Linked DNA regions of Mus musculus: regions 2, 3, 4 and 5 are each linked to region 1. The links are chromatin contacts, called in public Hi-C, HiCAR-type and promoter capture Hi-C maps. All regions are on one chromosome and are shown on one strand. Each heading gives the region's core, a stretch centred on a gene start, on an enhancer-like site or on the middle of the called end of the contact. The rest is flanking DNA. Distances are from core to core; before and after follow the strand shown.

Region 1 (3,521 bases), core at 295-2,794:
TTGGCCGGGTGCCATGCCACACTGCGGCCACGAGCCTTCCTCTCCTCTCCTGGTTTTCTATGTCATTAGCTCACTTAGAGGGCACTGCTTGTTTTTTGTTTTTTGTTTTATTTTTTAAATTCCAACAAATAGATTCCAAATCATATCTGTATTTTTATCCACATTGAAGACAGACAAATTTAGAATTATAATATTATCTTATAGATGAAGAAAATCTAAAGAGCTTAAGCCACTTAATATATGCTCACACCACTCTTCCATAGTTGAATAGTCTGTCAGATTAGAAATTGACGTTTCAAGTTGCAAATGATGATTCCTGTAGAACCAGGGCTGTTCAAGTTTTCTTCTGACATTAATGCACAGTGGGTGCATTTCATAATAGAATCTTACTTAGCAACGAAAAGGAACTCACTGATGAGGTAAGTGTATAACTCTACAACATCACACGGTGGGAAAGCAAACCGAACTGAGAAGAGCATATACACTTATTATTTAACATTCTAAAAGCAAAACTAACGTGGTAACAAAATGCCGAAGGATGGTCTTCTGGAGACGGGAAAGAGAAGGATTAGGTGGCAAACAGAAAAGGGAGAATTTGGGGGGGGGGGGGGAGGGGGGACGGACGTGGTGGTGCTAGCTACACAAGTAAGCGCATGTCTTTAAACACACCCAGCCTGTACACTTAATGTTCCAACCATGAGATAGGGAACTTCATCCCCAAGAGCCTCTTAGCAGACTGGAACAACGCATTATTCCCCTTACGTTTGTTTTTGGTGGGCAGACAATGCAAAGGAAGTTTAGAAAGAGATCTCAGATGGGTTTCATAGTCCTCTGTGTCTCTAGGAGGAGATGAAGTCTCGCGCACTCAGGCAGGGACGCTTACACTAGAGAGGGGCCCCGCAACCTTCGGATAGGAAAGAGGTGGACAGCCCAGAGACTCACCACTTAGCAGACTCCCAGGGTGATAGCCACCGTCCAACAACTCTGAAATGCTGGCCGGGTTCTTACTGCTCAAACTGCCCGTTGCAACCATGGTCAACGGCTCTGTTTCCCTCGCGGAGCAGAACGGATCTTTCCCTAGGCGCTGGGAGGAAAAAGTGAGAAGTTTGCAAAAGCACGCAAGAAGTGCACAGGCTCCTCAGAGTCCCGGCATCGCCAGGGCGAACTAGCCCGGGCACTGCCCTTCCAAAGGGAGGGACCAGCCTTAGCAACTCAAGTTGACAAAGCCCTAGGAGCGGAGGCGCCAACTAAAGCCAACAGGCTGGAAGTAGCTGGAAAGTCAGCACAACTGGGAAGCGACCCTGCCCTATCCCGCCTCCTCGGGTCGCTCACCTGCCGGATTTCACCAGACGCTGAAGGGTAAACCGAGGCAGGCGCCCCTCAGTAGTCCGAAGCTTGGACAGTGGTCCCCTGCACAGTCCTGCAGCAAGCCGAAGGCTGCGGGCCACCGCGCCCACCAGCACAGGCTGCACCCGGCCGCTCCGCCTCCCGAATGGAGAGCGCTTTATAGGTCCCGCCTCTCCTCCTGGCCGGCACGCCCACCTGCGCCACTCGCTCGGGCCCGTGCCCCGGCCCGCCCCTGCAGGGTCAGGTCACCTTTCAGTTCCTTCCCAGGCAGGGGCCCAGGCAAGCCCCTGGGAGTTGGTGATCAGCCTCGCCTTGGGCGGACACCTGCTGCTTCCTGAGTTGGCCACTGGTCACCCTGAGTTGGCCACTGGTCACCCTCCTAAAGAGCATCTCCCTTCGGCCACTAACCTAGATTCTTTGGCGTGAGCCCCTGCCCACAGCTTGCCTGCTTCCAGGCTCAGACTGCTCAGGTTTTGGCTATGGAACTTTTCAAGCAGCTAGAAGCTCCAGGTCCTGTTAGGCATGACCCAAAACTTTGCTGTGTCATTCTGAATAAGTATTTGGCTTAGTTGACACTGTGCTCTGTGAGCATCCTTTATGCCCATGTTCTGACTCTAACCCATCAGCTCCAGTCCGCACCCAGTCTCCCCGCAGGTGGTCGGGATGTGGTAAGGGCTCTCTAGCTTCAGCTGCACTCAGGAATCAATGGGGCATCTTTGGGGATACTACATCTGTGACTAAACCGTTTTTCTCCGCGGCCAGGGCGAGCCTGGCCCTGTTCTAAGACCTGGCTTCGAAAGGCACAGAACTTGAATTGAAGAGGGCCAGTGCCAAGAAACTAAACAAAACCACTAACAGGATCTCAGTTGCCTGCTCCAGCCGCAGGATAGTTAGGAGCAATTGCCATTCCCAGAAGCAAAAGTTCCCGGTGGGCTTGTTTGGGAAGAAGTTTAAGCTTTAGTGGTCTTTAAAAAGCTTGTGGGGCATGAGAATAAAGAGTTGTCCTGCTAGGATAAGCTCTGCGACTCTTTCCGGGGAGTCTTGAGCAAGAGGGAACAGAGGGTCTGGGACACCACTAAAAGCACGATGCCAAACGTTTTCTTCTAACTTTACTAAGCCACCCTTCCTGCTGCCCTGCGCCAGTGGCACAGGGTTTGCAATGGGTGGGCGTTCCCAGCGAGGTTGCTGAGGTTGCTGAGATGGTTGAGGTGGATCAGAAAAGGAAGAGACCGAGATACTTGGGGTGAGGGTGAACCTCATTCAAGGCCAGGTTCCAGCACCACTCCCGCACACTTTGGGTCCCCACGTGCAAGGAAGGACCTGCAGGTTAGGGCCTTGAGAAGTAGGATCCGCTGTCCAGGCTAAAAAAACTCTCAGAAGGAAAAACAACAACAAAAGTGGTAAAGAGAGTGTGATAAACAGATCAGTGGGAGGACACTTGCAGGCAGAGCAACAGAAACTAAAGCCAGCTTGAAGGTCCATTTTTAACTCTCCCGAAGCAGCTGCACTGCTCAAGGTCAGGCAGGCTCAGGCACGGGATGCTGATAGGCTGGGGAAAGCAGATTTCCACTTCTATTTTAATAACAAAAGTGGAAAACAAGCAATCCCATTTAAGCCGGTTAGAATGGGTCCTTTAGCTGCTACAGAGCCGCTGGTCCTTATCTAGTCAGCCTTGTTAATGACAGCTGCGTCCTCCCTGCTTCAAGGAATGTTATTAGTGTTATGATAGTAAGTGATCAGAATGGACGTGGGTAGAATAGAGAAAATGCAGCATTTCCACTCGGGTATTTAGGCATAATTCATACTTCCACCGGGACAAAGTTATAGAAAGTTCTAGAATGTGGTATTTACTTTTGGCTCACCTAGCTACAATTTTATATCACTCTCTGGGCTTTTATCTCAGAAGGCAATTTACCCATATGCAAAAATTTCAAATAAGAGCATTCTTTTTGACTGAACGAGTGATGCTATCAGGAAGCTTAGGGCAGGAGGAATCAGGAGGTGTAGAGCATATACCTGCAGTAACCGACAGAGATTGTCTTTCTTAAAGGTCACCTAACATGATTTCAAGCCACATGCTCTCACCAACTTCTATCTTTGCATCTAAGTAGATGACTTAAGAAAATGAAATATTTTAAGGATTCAAACAGAATCAAGAAAAACCAAGACTACTG
Region 2 (3,521 bases), core at 635-3,134, 880 kb after region 1:
TGCTTTCACCCATTTCTTTGAGGATGCAGAAACCTCCAAATTTTATAGCCCCCTCCCCAACCCAGTAAAGAAAGGAAAGGAAAAAGGGGAGGGGGGAGGGGGAGGGGAGGGGAGGGGAGGGGAGGGGAGGAGCCCTGTGGTTGCCAAATTTCTTATTACTCCTAGGAACTTATCTAGACTTTTCTCCAAAGCTATGACCAGAGAGGTCTAATCCCTAAACCCAGTGACAAACCTCTGAGATGTGCTCTTCCTTATTGCTGATCAATGCTGTTTGATGCCACCTGTCACATGTAAATAGCCACTTACATCACATCATATTTACATTCTAATAACCTCAAGAACCTTTAAGTTTTCATTAATTCCTACAATGCTATTGACAAAATCCTTGGGAATGCAAAGAAGGAGGAGCAACAGAAAAGGGAAGAGAGAGGGTTGCTAGAATGTGGCCCACTGGGGTAGAGGAATCAGCACTCAGCATTGACATCAACTTCAAACATCTGCTTCTTCCCTCCTTCTCTGGAACTCAAGTTCTGTCCCTTATTTCACTGGAGACCAGAAACTCTTTTTCCTCACTTTATACAACAACAACAACAGCAACACCAACAACGGTAAACCCTAGTTACATCACCGCCTTTGCTTTCCCACTTACAGTAGCTCTGTGCACCTGCTGCTTGCTAAATCACAGCTGTGCGTCCGTCCGAGTGCAGGGGCGGTGAGGGAAGGCACAGACTCTGCTGTCCTCGCCAATATTTTGTCTTGGTTATATTTACAATTAATTGAACTGTTTCACACACACACACACAAATCTAGTGTCTTAGTAGCAATCAAAAGTAACCAAATCCTGACAAGATGCACAGCAGTGCTGTAACTTAGATGTTAATCCCCTGGAAATTAAAGTTTCCAAATTTTAAGCAATTAAGGCTTATGTAAATGCTGCTTTTACATGTTTGTCTCTGGACATCATTTCTCTGCACACTGGAAGATCCGTTAGGTTGTTACCTTGTCTCATTACTATTGCCTTTCATACTGTGCTAATACTGTGTTTTCTTAAGGAAAACATCAGAACAAACCCTTTGAAGTCTACTGTTGGCTTTTCTCTTCTCCTTTCATCCCTCTTTTAAAACAGGGTTGTGATTTCTAAATCATTCTGTCCTTCTTTTATCTACATACTTGTCATTGGATATACTTTCCTGTTATTTGTGGCTAAAATAAGAGTGTGTGTGTGTGTGGTGGGGGTGGGGGTAGCAACAAGTACATCTAATGACCTTTACTCCTTTTTTGCCCTTGAACATGATGCTGAGCTATTACTCACTACACTTGCTTCACAGACGCGCTCTCTGAAAACACGTATTATTACCACAGTCCATGTGTGGATTCTTCCTAGAGAGCAGTTACTAATATAACACAGAGACTATATCATCATCCTATCAGATGAGCATCCGAGTCTATGAACTCAACCGTCTAGAGTCATCAAACATCAGAAGAGACTCATACCAAATGAGAAAAGAATACTGCCTTTCAGATTACATTCCAGTCAGCAAAGTACAGTCTCAGCCATCGTTGCTTCAGTCCAACAATGATGTCATTCAGGTGTCGAATCGTATGACAGTCCCAGAAACCACAAATGCCCACCTGCTAGCAATGTAACGACACATGTTTTCAAAGCACATCAGTCAAGATCGTTGGCCAACAATGATGGCAAATATTTGGTGAGCCAAGGCACCAGCTCACTTGTGTTAGTACGAGCTGATATCAAATAAAGCCTATCTACAACAGAGAGTTCCACTTAAGGAGCCTTTAGAAGCCTGATGTGGTTAGAATGAGTGGAGCTGGCTGCAGAATGCTAATGAGAAAAGGAGTCAACAGGCCTGTTATGAAAGCACTGTGTGTTTGGGGAGTGTTTGCCTGGTCCCAGGAGAAGCAGCACCATCAGGACTGTTTGTCTAAGACAACAGATAAAGTCACAGCCACTAAACAGAACAAAAGGAGAACCGGCCTTCACTGTGTGTGCCATCTACGGAACCAGACATTTTCAAGTGCATTATTCTACTTAGTGTCCTCATTAATGCTACGAAGTAGCTTTGCTCACTGCTATATTTTCTTCACAATGAAAGAAACAAAACTTGTGTAAGTTTAATGTTGTCAGGGTCACCTAAAAAATATGTGGTGAGATCTGACTGGATCTGCTGAGGGTGATGGGTCCGCCATTGCCCTCTCCGGGGCACCCCTGAAGAGTCCTTTATCTACGTGAGAATCACAATTTCTGCACCTTAAGAAGAGCTCCCAAGACACTTTTCTGCTACCATTGACTCCGGATTTATTCTGTTTTCGTTGTCTTGCTTATTCCTTCATGAACATAGACTGAAAGGATGACTAAAGGAGAAAGGTATCCCAGAGGTCCCAAGGAAAAGCATTAAAGAAGCAGGTTGTTTCTTCCTAGGTTGAGAAGTTGAGATCTCCCTCTGGCCACTATGACACTTTTTACAAAGTTCTGTATTAGTGATAGAACCCCAAATGCCTCTATCATCTCATTTTACCTCTTCGAAGCTGTTATCAGATTGCAAAAAGGCCCAAAGATATTCATTGTTTGTGAATTATATCAATACTACCTAGATTACAGAAACCAGAGACAACTGACTAAATATAACATTTATATTTAAGACAGTGATGCTACGATTACAGGGGTTGCAACATATAAAATACTTGGACTGCATCTGGCATGCAGCCTGCTCTGTTAAGTACCACTTGATTTTAGTGTGATGGATGCCTTAGCTATCCATCAATGTGATGTACAGAGCCTTCACACACACACACACACACACACACACACACATGCATACACACAAACACACAAATACAGATAATACTAATTAGTGTAAATTACTCAGAATGTTGCCTCATATGTAACCAAAAATGTTAATGTTGGTTAACTCTCTTCCCAAGTAGAATCAGAAAAATACCGTCTGAGTGAGCAGTTTCCTTAGCTAGACTTGGACAGGCATGGTACAACTTTAACAAAACAACAGCAAAAATGACTTATGTACTTCTCTTTTTGAGGAGTTTTTATCCTCACCTCATCTGTTCCCACCCATCCCTCACCTCTTCCCCAAAGCCTGGAAGAATGGCTCAGCTTGGCTCTAGTCAACCTTTACAGTGAGATCATCTTATGTTCTTGAACTTAACTCTGAGACATGAAACCTCATTGGGAAGAAAACAGACAAACGGTCAGTTCTCAAAATCTAACTCTTCACGCCCTAAATAAGAATTCTCACACAAGCATCGCTAGTCATACAGGAAAGCCTAGCATGCAAAAGCCACACTGGTTTCTGGGTTTGAGTCGTTGATTGCATCCAGATAACAGGTAGGCCCTCTTCATCTTTGCCCTGGGATTCCCCATTTACCAAAAACAGGAACTTAGAGGCTTGCTTCAGTTTATGCTTAAGTGTTTTTAATACTCTAAACACTTCCTTCTCCCCACAGAGGAAAACAACATTATCTTTGTCTACCCCCCCCACACACAC
Region 3 (3,521 bases), core at 513-3,012, 750 kb after region 1:
ATCTCTCCATCTAAAATCCAAACTGCATTTTGTAAGCACAATCAATTAATTACCAGACTAGAGGAATCCTATCTTCAGACCCACATTTTCTTTTTGATAGCTGTTAAAGAATGTATTCTGATATTGGCCTGCAGCTTTTAAACTATGTACTTCTAGTCTTAATTACTATAATTCTTTCATAATTGAACCTAAAAGATATCCAGAAATGTTCTCTGCAAAATGTTCTTAGTGTTCATATGTACACATTTAAAATGTTGTAATATACAACTCCTTTATAGCTGTAAAATGAGATATTTGGGATATATGAACTCCATCTCTGCAGAATAAAAGGTGAAAAAAAAGAAGGGAAAGAGGAAGAAAAAGAAACGAAAAAAGAGAGAAAGATAAAACAAGGAGGGGGGAAGGGGAAAGAAGAAGGAAGGAAAATTACTAAAATTTCCAAATTTTTGGCTCAAAGTATTCTAAAATGGGAGTCATTTTTTTTTCACATATCATTTCCTTTCCTCCTGTGTCAAGCATAAAATATCTTCCCAACACTAAATAAGACCACAAACACAGCCAGCATGGAAGAACTGGCACATTAAAGGAAAGGGCATGGGTGGACAGGAAAGAGGAGTCCTGCCAGCTTTTACCCGCAACATCTGGAGGGACAGGGCTGCCAAGCACGGTGTGGACATGCTCACAACCGTTTTAGAAGTCATACAAAGTTCCAACATTCTGAGGTGAATGAAGATCGTTAGCAAAACTATGACCTCAGATTCCTTTTCTAGCACAGACTTGTAAACATCATCACAACCAAATGCAGCAAGAGAAATCAATGTCACCCAGATAAGGACTATTTACGTCTATTTTATTGGGTGACCAATGTGAGTCAACTTCGCAGTGTCTGAGTCTGTGAAGGCCGAGGGAGCACCGTGTGAGACAGACCTTTCTGCAGGCTAAGATGCAAATGAGCTGTACCAAGTTGTCATTGCTACTGTTAACTAAACAAGTATTGACAACTTCCTGTTAGTTACTCATATGAAGATCTGTGTCGATTTCCATTGCAGACGCAGCTTTCGCTATTTTATGACTCGTCCATAATCACACAGCACTAAGGATATTATCCTCTTCCCTTGGTTCACTCGTAATAACAGGGTAATAATTTACTCAGTAATTTAGGCTTTTAGATGAGCAGTCTTCTTGCAAAGCTGCAATCCAGTGCTTAAGGATTGCAAAACAGAAGGAGAAGCAAGAAAGTCAAAAGGAGAATACTGTTTTAGCTGGATGCTGATTTGCTCCATGAACTGGTAACTCGCCGTGCCTCAAACCTTCATAATTCAAACTGATGCTTTTCTGTCCTGGATGGCTAAGTGCAGGGTAGCTACCACATGAGCTTGGAAGGGAGCCAAACTCCTGAACTATGGAACGTAACTTCTCTAAGACATCATTTGTCTGGTCTGACAAGCACGCCATGAAGTGGCAGTCCAATACCAGTGCCCTGTCAAGGCTGCTGGCTACCGAGACCAGCGGCCCTGTTTGTCACCTCTGTCATGTGTTCTACGGCGTGCTTGTTATTTTCAGGCAGCACCATGGAATGCTGCCTGGCTTGCTGTGGTTCATTCTGGTCCATGAGTTCACAGCTAATAAACACAACAACTTTTCACACTTCAGTGTGCCGGAGGCCCAGGCTGATTGAGGTCTGGATGCAGGCAGAGTAGGAGAGGCCAGCTCCCTGCAAACTCAAGGCAGTGCATTGCAGGATGCTTGCAAAGAGTCTAATGAAGCAAGCTCAAGGAAACAGCTGTGAGTGACTCTGTTTGCAGATTCTGGACTTTGCCGAGGGTCTGTAAAGAAGCACGCCCAGCTGCGGACCTAAATATGCACATATGCTTGATCAAAGAGACTAGGTAGGGTAATGCAATCATCAGAAAGAGAAAGGTTTGTTGTAAGACAAATTATGGCTGGGAACAAAATTACATCTTTCATTGCTTTTCACATGCTGGCTGGTTTGGGGGCTTGTAGGGAATTCTTTCTAATGGCAAAGGAGCAGAAGTTGAGTTGTTGGGGGTAAGGAGGGGGAGTGCAGACATGAGCAGTCTGTGAGCCTGCAACTGGAGTTAGTAACCATTAGACCATTAGAATCTGCCCTTCAAAGATGATTTGTTATGAAGTAAACGCAGGCATCCCTCTTCATTGAGAGGATAACCTTAGAAGAATACCTGCAGTGTAACTCCGGGCTATGGACATGAATCCAAAATGCCTTGACACCTGATAGGGTAACACACACTGGAAAATTATGTGCTAGCTTGTTCTCTCTCTCTCTCTCTCTCTCTCGTTTTCTTATTTTTATACATCCAGACCACAGTTTCCTCTCTCTTTACTCTTCTCAGTCCCCACCACCACCACCACCACTTGCAGCCCCTCTCTTCTTTTCCCTCAAAACCACTCCTCTATCTCCTTTCAGAAAAGAGCAGAGCTCCCAGTGATATCCTAAGCCAACAATCTCATAACTCAAAGAGAATATTTTATATCTGCTGATTAACTCTCAAAAGACGAGAGCATGTGTATCCATGTGAGCACATGTGTAAACATAGAGGGCTGTAGGTTGTGGTACATGTTTATTTCTTCAGGTATACGGTGACCTGGGTTTGGGACAGAGAAAAGACTTCAGCCATGGAATCCTAATCCCCTTTGTCAACATGCTATGAAAGGAAGTTGCTTAAAGAACCCTTCCAAAACTGACAGGAATGAATGTGGCCACAATTACTCCACAACACAGACCCTGGAATATTCTTAGTTAGAGTATATCACATACACTAGTGGCTCTCAACCTTCCTAATGCTGTGACCTCTTAACATAGGGTATTGGGGTAATTCTGTTACTGTTATGAATTGTAATGTAAATATCTGATGTGCAGATGATCTTAGGTGGCCCTTATGAAATGGTCCCTCGGCCCCCAAAGGGATCGCAACCCACAGGTTGAGAACCACGGGTAAACATGCTTGCTCTCTTTTAATACACTGATCATATCACAGCTACTGCAAAGATACTCACTGGTCACAATCAGATCAAAATGGATCATATTAAAAGATGAAACATTTCTTCCTTTCTGTGTATAGGCAGCAAGTCCGCAGGCCTGTGCTCTCAGTTTAACTGAGCCATTTTTGAAGATGGAGTTTTGACAACTACATCTCAGAATTCTGTAATATTCTGTGAGACCTACATTCAACACAGCACAGCATTTAATTGGGTATCTTATTCCTTGTATAAATTTTAAATTTCAAAATGAACATAAGAGACAAAATATTGTAACTTTGTTACTTCAAATATCTAGAATGACTATAGATCTTTAAAAAAAAACCAAGAAGCAAGTCGGTAATTTCTCTTTTTAAGCTTTTTAAAAATAAAACTCTAAGCAGACTCTAATTAGCAGACATCTGTAGTATCTCAAATGGCTTGGGGCTACAGATACAGAACCTTTAATTTTTGATGGAAAATTGAACAGCACTGGTGGTGTGTCCAAGTGTTATAAGGCTTCC
Region 4 (3,521 bases), core at 757-3,256, 620 kb before region 1:
CTTCCCTTTGCCCTTCGGACCTTGTATCCCTTTATCACAGGACCCCAGAACCTTTATCATCCCGTTTGTGTGACTGACCTTGACTCCACATAGAAAAAAAAAACTCATTAAACTGTTTTCAGTTTGTCCTGGCAGCCCTGCTGGGTACCTGACTCAGAGTTCCTTCCGGTTTTCGGGGTGCTAATCCTTAGCTCTGGCTGCAGACAGTTATCTCGTGAAAACTCAGGTTTCTGGCCTGTCCTCTTAGGACTTCACTGGGTGGTGCTGGTGAAGGTGGGGGTGGGCAGTGAGAACATAAACTGAGAAGCACCCACAAAGCAGAAGCCAGGCATTGCTGAACTAAAAGCCCTGCTTTCTGCCTGGATTTTTTTTTTTTTTTTTTTTTTTTAGAACCTAGGGGTGAATGGTGTACTGGACTGATTAGGCCACTGATGTGGGGTAGGGGTGGAGTTGAACTGAAAGAGGGGTGTGGAATCACAGCGGAGGGGTAAACACTTCCCCCCATTAATCCCTCAGTCCATGAAATTGTCTGTAAACTCGACAGTGGTTTATGGGCCGAACAGACCATTTGGGGAGCGGTTTACAGGCAATACATGAACAAAATGAGAGGCTGTGTGTTTTATAGGGTGCTCCATCGGTCCAGTATTTCTGGGTGTGGTGTTTCTGTTGAGCACAAAATTTCCCCCAGGATTCTTTTTCCTGAACTCTACTGGGAAAGAAAAACAAGGCTCAGTTGAAAGTTTATCCCAATGTGTGTGTGTGTGTGTGTGTGTGTGTGTGTGTGTGTGTGTGTGTGTGTGTGTGAGAGAGAGAGAGAGAGAGAGAGAGAGAGAGAGAGAGAGAGAGAGAGAGAGAGAGAGAGAATTTTCTGCCTTTCTTCCTAGATTAACTAACTGGCCAATTTGCACACACACACACACACACACACACACACACACACACACACACACACACACACACAGAGAGAGAGAGAGAGCTCTATACTGCCACCTTCTGGTTTTTTAGAAATTCTGGAGAAGAAACTAGTCTTTCATGTTCACATGTACTTCAGACCTGATAGATGTCACTTCTTGTTCCAGCAGCTGGTGACAGGTGACTAGTCCTGTGAAGGAACAGCAGGGACATAAAAGTAAAGTAAGCCGTGGTACACATGATGGCCGAATCACATCCGGGTACTGGAGAGCCCATGACTGGGGTCAGAATAGATATCCTTAAAAGGACTAAGCTGACCCCTAAAGGAGGAGCAGAAATTATTGGTGGCAGGGAGGGTAGCATGAACGGAGATCACAGGAGGACTTACAGAGGGAATCCAACGAAAGAGAAGATGTCCCTGTGGGGTTAGTGCCACAGCCGCAAGCATTTTTCTTTAACACGTGCTAAGCAGACAACGTTGGTGCAGAGGCAGAGAGAAGTTATTCAGCTGGTGCAAGGGGCTCCAGTTCTGTTAAGAAACCCAGAGGGAAAAAATGGAGTCTCTGAACACCTTCTAATCAAAGGAGCAATGTGTTTGGGGTTGCCTTTCAGTTGCTTAGCTTAGGGAAGATTGTAGAAATACATCTTAGGGACAAGACAAGAGGCAGACCATGGGGTTTCCCCAAGTTCTCACCGTACCTTAAGTTGGTTGAAGATAACAGGATAGCAGAATTTACACTGAGTGATTGGCAGTTTTCAAAAGGATAGTGAAAATTAGCTACACAAACTGTAAGTCATACGCAATGGCTCTGGATGGTTTTGACTTTTGTTTTTGGTGAATACTAAGTTAACTTATTTTTTAAAGCTCAAGAAATCTAAGAATACCATAATAGGGATTGGGAAAGTAGCTGAGTTAGTGGACTGCTGGCCTAGTGTGCACAAAATCCTGGATTTTATTCCCAGTATAGCATGAATCAGAAGTTAGAGGCCATCCTTGACAACATAGTGAGTTCCAGGTGAGCCCAGATTATTCACTGACCCTGTGTCACTAAATAATCGTTTAGTTATTAATTCAGTGTTAGTCTCGTACAGAGAGTGAAGGAGTGAGCTCGCCAAGCACAACCAGCAGGGATGAAAGGCTAACTCAGTGAACAACAGAAAGACAGACGGACTTCTGAACAGACACACCGACCAGCAGAAACCACTGGGGAAAGCAACAGTCAGCCAGTGCGACTGACTTAGAGTCCCAAACAGCTATCTTCTTCTGGGTGAGACTTCAAACTAGTTCTTCCTGCCACAGGAAGTTCACATATTTTAAAAGAGTTTATTTTAATGTGTGAATATGTATGTAGATCTGCCGTGTGCCCTGGGCCTCTAGCTAGAGGCCAGGAGAGAGGGACAAAATCCTATGGAGCTGGAGTTTGAGCCACCTGGCATAGGTGCTAGAAATTGAACTCAGACAGACTCTCTGGAAGAGAAGTGTATTCTCTTAATTGTTGAGCCATCTCTTCAGCCCCCACCCACCACCACCACAGGTATTTTAACAAACTGCGGCTGAGTCTTTTGCGTTGGGAGGGTGTCTGGGCTGTCTGGGAGTGTTTGGCTCCCCGCTGTGTTCTGGGCCAGGGTTTTGACTCCCACATTACACTCTTTGGTCTTACGGACATGAATATCTTCACTTCAAACAATTTTTCAGTTTTCTGTTCCCTTTCTCACAAGGGTCAGGGGCCAGCCCGCTGGAGAAAGGATCTCAGAGGACACTCTATAGGATAATCATGCCTGGATCTTAATGGGGGGTTTCCACCCTGCCTCTAGAGCCAGCTCCTCAGGGAGGTTAAACTGCATGCGACAGTTGACTAACATAACTCACTGTCCTCTGTGACGGAGGGACAGAGAGGCCAGAGAAGAGTAAGAAAGAGATTCTGCTCTGATAGCAGGGAGGAGAGGTAGAGGGACTCTGAGCCCTGGCCTCTAGGCACACCTGTGGTGGCATTCCTGAGACCCTTTCAGGAGACATCCTGTTCCTTCCACTTCCATATGAACAGTCATCAATGTCCCTCACTCAGGCATGGTGTACATTGATCAGGCCACCTCATACTTTGAGGGTCCGGGAGGGAAAAGATGTTGGGAAGACTTTGGTTCTGCCTCCTCCTTTGCTCTTTGAATGAATGAATGAATGAATGAAAATACCCTTTTTTGTTATTTTTAAGAGGAGAAAAAGAGGAGCACTGTGATTAGCTAGTCCAGATCTATTCCACAGGAGGCATTATGTGCATGAGGTCGCAGGAATCTGGGGGAGAGGTACAGGGAGGAGAGGAAGACGAGAAAGAGGGGACTGATTGGTTCATTCTCCTGGGATCCGTGAGATGTGGAAATGGACGACACAATCAACATGGCCCCCAGATTTTCTGTCTGGGTGAGCCCAGGCGCTCGGGCCACACATGTGAGAACTCAGGAAATAGGAAACTGTAGGGGAGAATGAAGGGCTAAGCTGAATCACCCTTGAGCATTTAGGGTGTGGTTTCTACCAGGTTTGGATTCGATCAGATAGGTTAGGTCACAGCATCACGCTATCCTCGGGGCAAAGTACTCTCAGTGACTTCACTTGT
Region 5 (3,521 bases), core at 277-2,776, 510 kb after region 1:
AATTTCACTGAAGTTCATTTCTTCCCAGGAGGCTTTGCTCCTTACAATCATGATCCAGGCTGATGGAGCAAGCATCATCAAAAACCCTTGTCATTGTTGTCTCAGGAGCATACAGTTCTGAAGGAACCAGTGACATACTTCTGCCTCCTTGCTACATGTGGTATGCCCCTCATCTGTTCACAATGGAGATGGTCATTTGTCCAGTCACACCTAGCCTAGGAAGGGCAACCTTATGGTCATCAGCATTAAGAAAACCAGAGCTCTGATCCACTTTCACTGAAGCCTGCAACAACCCTGCTGTTGGTTTTGACAGCCCCATCTTAGGCTTCTCCACTCGATGCATGGTAAACGTGCTCTGAACCAAGTGAAACCTTCTCATGTTTACTTAGAGGAGAAGAAGCATGAGATTTGGGTAAAATATTGGTTAAATATTTGGGGAAAAAATAGAGAAAGTAGAAAAAAGATGACATAGAAAATGTAGGAAGAAAGCAAGATAATGAAAGTAAGCATACCAAAGAAAATGTATTCTAGCATATTCAACACAGAGTCAAAAGATACAATGGACTATAGAATATTTAGAGGTCCTTTTAGAAATGTCCAGCCGGGCAGTGGTGGTGCACGCCTTTAATCCCAGCACTTGGGAGGCAAAGGCAGGCAGATTTCTGAGTTTGAGGCCAGCCTGGTCTACAGAGAGAGCTCCAGGACAGCCAGGGCTACACAGAGAAACCCTGTCTTGAAAAAACAAAAGAAAGAAAGAAAGAAAGAAAGAAAGAAAGAAAGAAAGAAAGAAAGAAAGAAAGAAAGAGAGAGAGAGAGGGAGGGAGGGAGGGAAGGAGGGAAGGAAGGAAGGAAGGAAGGAAGGAAGGAAGGAAGGAAGGAAGAAAGAAAGAAAGAAAGAAAGAAAGAAAGAAAGAAAGAAAGAAAGAAAGAAAGAAAGAAAGGTCCAACTTTCATAGACTCTCCAAAGTCCAGGATTCTTAGAAGAGCTTCCATACATGGTGTTTCCTGGACAACTAAGAACAGCAGAAATCCATAGTTTAGCATGTGGCTATTTTTAAAATATTGTTCCATACTAGGAGCATTGTCCACATGCAAACTCCAGATTAGTGGACATGAGAAGGTCAATGAACAGAGAAACCATTTCTCTGATGGGTCTCTCAGTAGGGCAACAGGCCTGGAGGGGAAGATGCTGCTGATAGAAACTGAATGGAATGAAAAGAAATTCAGAGATCAAGAAAAGGGTTCCAAGAAAAGGATCCACAAAAGGAGAAGTCCCTGATTCTGATGGGCGATAGAATTCCAGGAAACATTTTGGTTTATTGGTTGTTGGCCTTCGTTGGCTGTGACCTCTTGCACTTTGGATGACATTCCAAACATGTTAAAGTGTCAACGATAACCAGAACGAGTAGGCAGAGAGGAGGAGTTATGAATCAGTTTTCTCCCCCAGGACTAATCCAGAACACAACATACTGGAAAGCAAGCTGTGGCCAAGCCACCTGCTCCAGCACCCTGCCAGGCAAGTTCAGTGAGCCAAGATGTTGCAGAAAGACTTCAACCCACAGTTTCTGCCATTGCCAGGTGTAGCAGATGGCACCTACTGGACGTAGCTGCTTGTTAGCCTGGGGCATCTGCTCACAGGGAGCAGCCTGGCAGTGCTTGATGCTACTCTCCCCACACTCAGCTTCTGTGAGTAGATCAGAAAGCCACCAAAACAAGGACCAGCGTCAGAAGCTGCAGTATTTGACCAGTGGATAGAAGGTATGAAATTGGAGCCTACATTTCCTAAAAGGAAGGACAGTACACTCTTGTAGTATTCATATTTTTAAGAATTTTAAATAAACTTTTAAAGATTGTAGTACTCTCTGTGGATGAAGCAAAGTTTTCCTTCGAAGAAGTTAACTGCGGTTCACGTGATCAACATCCAGGAATCTAAGAATCTCCTGTTATTTTAAAAGTTGACAAACCCGTCCTGTTTAACAGGTCCATTGACCTCATAGTAGTGTGGATGTGTTCTCGTGGAACCCTGGGAGCGGGCAGAGAGGGGACAAAGAGTGTTACTGGGACTCTCCCACAGAGAACATCTCTGTGAACATTTCCTCTTGAACTGTTAATAATTCAGTGTGGGCAGAGCTCTGAAATTCTGGCAACGTACCTGGAAGGGGGCTACTGTTCATGAAGCTCCTGCTGAGGCCCGAGCTCAGGTTGGCGGAAACTGTGTGTGACTGTCAGAGAGCCCCACTTTCCCCACCCACGGGAGCATCTCCCACAGGGTGACCATATGCCGTGGAGTCCAGGAAACAGGCTCCGCTTACAAGGACACAATCCACGGAAGAGTTTATGTTCAAATGTCCATGGAGCATGTGAACGTGCGGGTGAGGCTTCTAAATTCTCTGCTCAATGTTCAAAAGAGTGTATCCAAAGGGAGCAGATAGATGGGAATCTAAAATGTGATGATTTGGTACTGAAGAGATGCCTCGATGGCTGATTGTGATTGCTTCTCTTTCAGAGGACTTGAGTTTGTTCTCAGCCTCCTATAACTCAGAATCCAGAAGATCAAATGTTGTCTTCTGTGGTACCCATCACAAACACGCACATCCAAATAAATACTTAAAACAAAGTACCTCAAATGCTATTGTTATATACTCTGGTTTCCTCAGAATATGAAACAGTCAAGGCAGAAGAGAATTCTCTCAGTGAAAATGCAGTATGATACATTTCATGTGTCTAGAGCCTGAAGTAAAGCATATTTTTTTACAATAGTGCTTTGCATACATGCATATATACTAGATGCATACATATGCACACTATTTTATGTGATAATAATCTCAGTACAATACTGCCACTGAAAGTGTAACTTGGAACCAGAACCCGAGAGCTTGCAGAAACAGAACATGAAGGCTAAGGGCAGGCTCACTAATCAGAAATCACATTTCAGCAATGTTCTCACAGAAGTTACATACACACAGTCAAGACATGAGAGAAACCACACCCATAGACATATTGATGCACATTCATTAATTAACCAATTAATACATATTAATCCAAGCAATTTAAAAGAGATAAGGAAAGGGAATATAAAAATGAAAAGTCCATTTTTTGTGTTTCAGTGATGAAGGGGACATTACCGTAAATGTCTAGACAAGCTCCCAGCAAGGAAAGAAAAATGCAAGAAGACTGGGTACTTCCTGGTCATCATTTGAGCCAGTTGTCTCCATGGTGACAAAAATGATATTTTCACAGTATTCTACAATAGCCTAATTGGACTATGTGATTTAATTGCCATTTTTTTTAAAAAATAGGATTTACTATAGGCAGAAGTATTCTCAGCACCTTGAAAACATTAAGGAGTACAGTTTGCATAACAAGCCTAGAAGGAAGTATACGAAGGCAGACCATTTCACAGAGCAGCAAACTGACAAATAAGACAGCTCAGTTGTGTGTTGATGGCTACAGTGATGACCAAGTGCTAATATGTAATGCAAGCCACAGAAAGCTACGTAATGCACGATCTAATAAAGACC

The links. Promoter capture Hi-C pulls out the DNA fragments that hold promoters and counts their contacts. Hi-C and Micro-C count contacts between places; a contact is called where the count stands out from the background. HiCAR-type assays count read pairs that join an accessible place to other places. Capture Hi-C pulls out chosen DNA fragments and counts their contacts.
Region 2: a HiCAR-type map of astrocytes shows a contact between it and region 1, with 2.9 times the contacts expected there. The contact joins the enhancer-like site here to the promoter of Ddit4l in region 1. A contact is called at or near these places in 4 of 39 promoter capture datasets (embryonic stem cells, frontonasal cranial neural crest, hippocampal neurons and 1 more), 2 of 115 datasets of contacts at active chromatin or transcription factors (astrocytes and embryonic stem cells) and 1 of 9 other capture datasets (embryonic stem cells).
Region 3: a Hi-C map of uterus shows a contact between it and region 1, with 3 times the contacts expected there. The contact joins the enhancer-like site here to the promoter of Ddit4l in region 1. A contact is called at or near these places in 3 of 39 promoter capture datasets (the 3T3-L1 cell line, cranial neural crest and hippocampal neurons), 1 of 484 Hi-C or Micro-C datasets (uterus) and 2 of 115 datasets of contacts at active chromatin or transcription factors (astrocytes and embryonic stem cells).
Region 4: a contact with region 1 is called in a promoter capture Hi-C map of liver, with 2.0 times the contacts expected there. The contact joins the promoter of 0610031O16Rik here to the promoter of Ddit4l in region 1. A contact is called at or near these places in 2 of 39 promoter capture datasets (embryonic stem cells and stem cell-derived epiblast-like cells) and 1 of 9 other capture datasets (liver).
Region 5: a contact with region 1 is called in a promoter capture Hi-C map of hippocampal neurons, with 4 times the contacts expected there. The contact joins the enhancer-like site here to the promoter of Ddit4l in region 1. A contact is called at or near these places in 3 of 39 promoter capture datasets (the 3T3-L1 cell line, cranial neural crest and hippocampal neurons), 1 of 484 Hi-C or Micro-C datasets (cerebral cortex) and 1 of 9 other capture datasets (adipose tissue).

Annotation. Positions count from the first base shown.
Region 1 is chr3:137,621,695-137,625,215 of GRCm38.p6, reverse strand. Ddit4l (DNA-damage-inducible transcript 4-like) reads right to left here and starts at 1,544. Exons shown (of 3, transcript NM_030143.4): 1 at 1,333-1,544; 2 at 943-1,084. The coding sequence starts at 1,033.
Region 2 is chr3:136,742,799-136,746,319 of GRCm38.p6, reverse strand. All of the region lies in intron 1 of Ppp3ca (protein phosphatase 3, catalytic subunit, alpha isoform), which reads right to left. Among named protein-coding and RNA genes, the nearest start is that of Ppp3ca, 74 kb to the right of the region's middle. Within about 2 kb of position 1,884, at least 32 of the 459 cell types and tissues checked have an H3K27ac peak or open chromatin away from gene starts, as enhancers often do. A contact at or near this core is called in astrocytes, where this site is marked.
Region 3 is chr3:136,870,007-136,873,527 of GRCm38.p6, reverse strand. The region is part of intron 3 of Ppp3ca (protein phosphatase 3, catalytic subunit, alpha isoform); the gene reads right to left. Among named protein-coding and RNA genes, the nearest start is that of 1700006H20Rik, 83 kb to the left of the region's middle. Within about 2 kb of position 1,762, at least 43 of the 459 cell types and tissues checked have an H3K27ac peak or open chromatin away from gene starts, as enhancers often do. A contact at or near this core is called in uterus, where this site is marked.
Region 4 is chr3:138,238,148-138,241,668 of GRCm38.p6, reverse strand. It overlaps 0610031O16Rik (RIKEN cDNA 0610031O16 gene), which reads left to right and starts at 2,006. Exons shown (of 3, transcript NR_045760.1): 1 at 2,006-2,180.
Region 5 is chr3:137,108,701-137,112,221 of GRCm38.p6, reverse strand. No RefSeq gene overlaps it. Among named protein-coding and RNA genes, the nearest start is that of Gm26107, 43 kb to the right of the region's middle. Within about 2 kb of position 1,526, at least 10 of the 459 cell types and tissues checked have an H3K27ac peak or open chromatin away from gene starts, as enhancers often do. A contact at or near this core is called in cerebral cortex and hippocampal neurons, where this site is marked.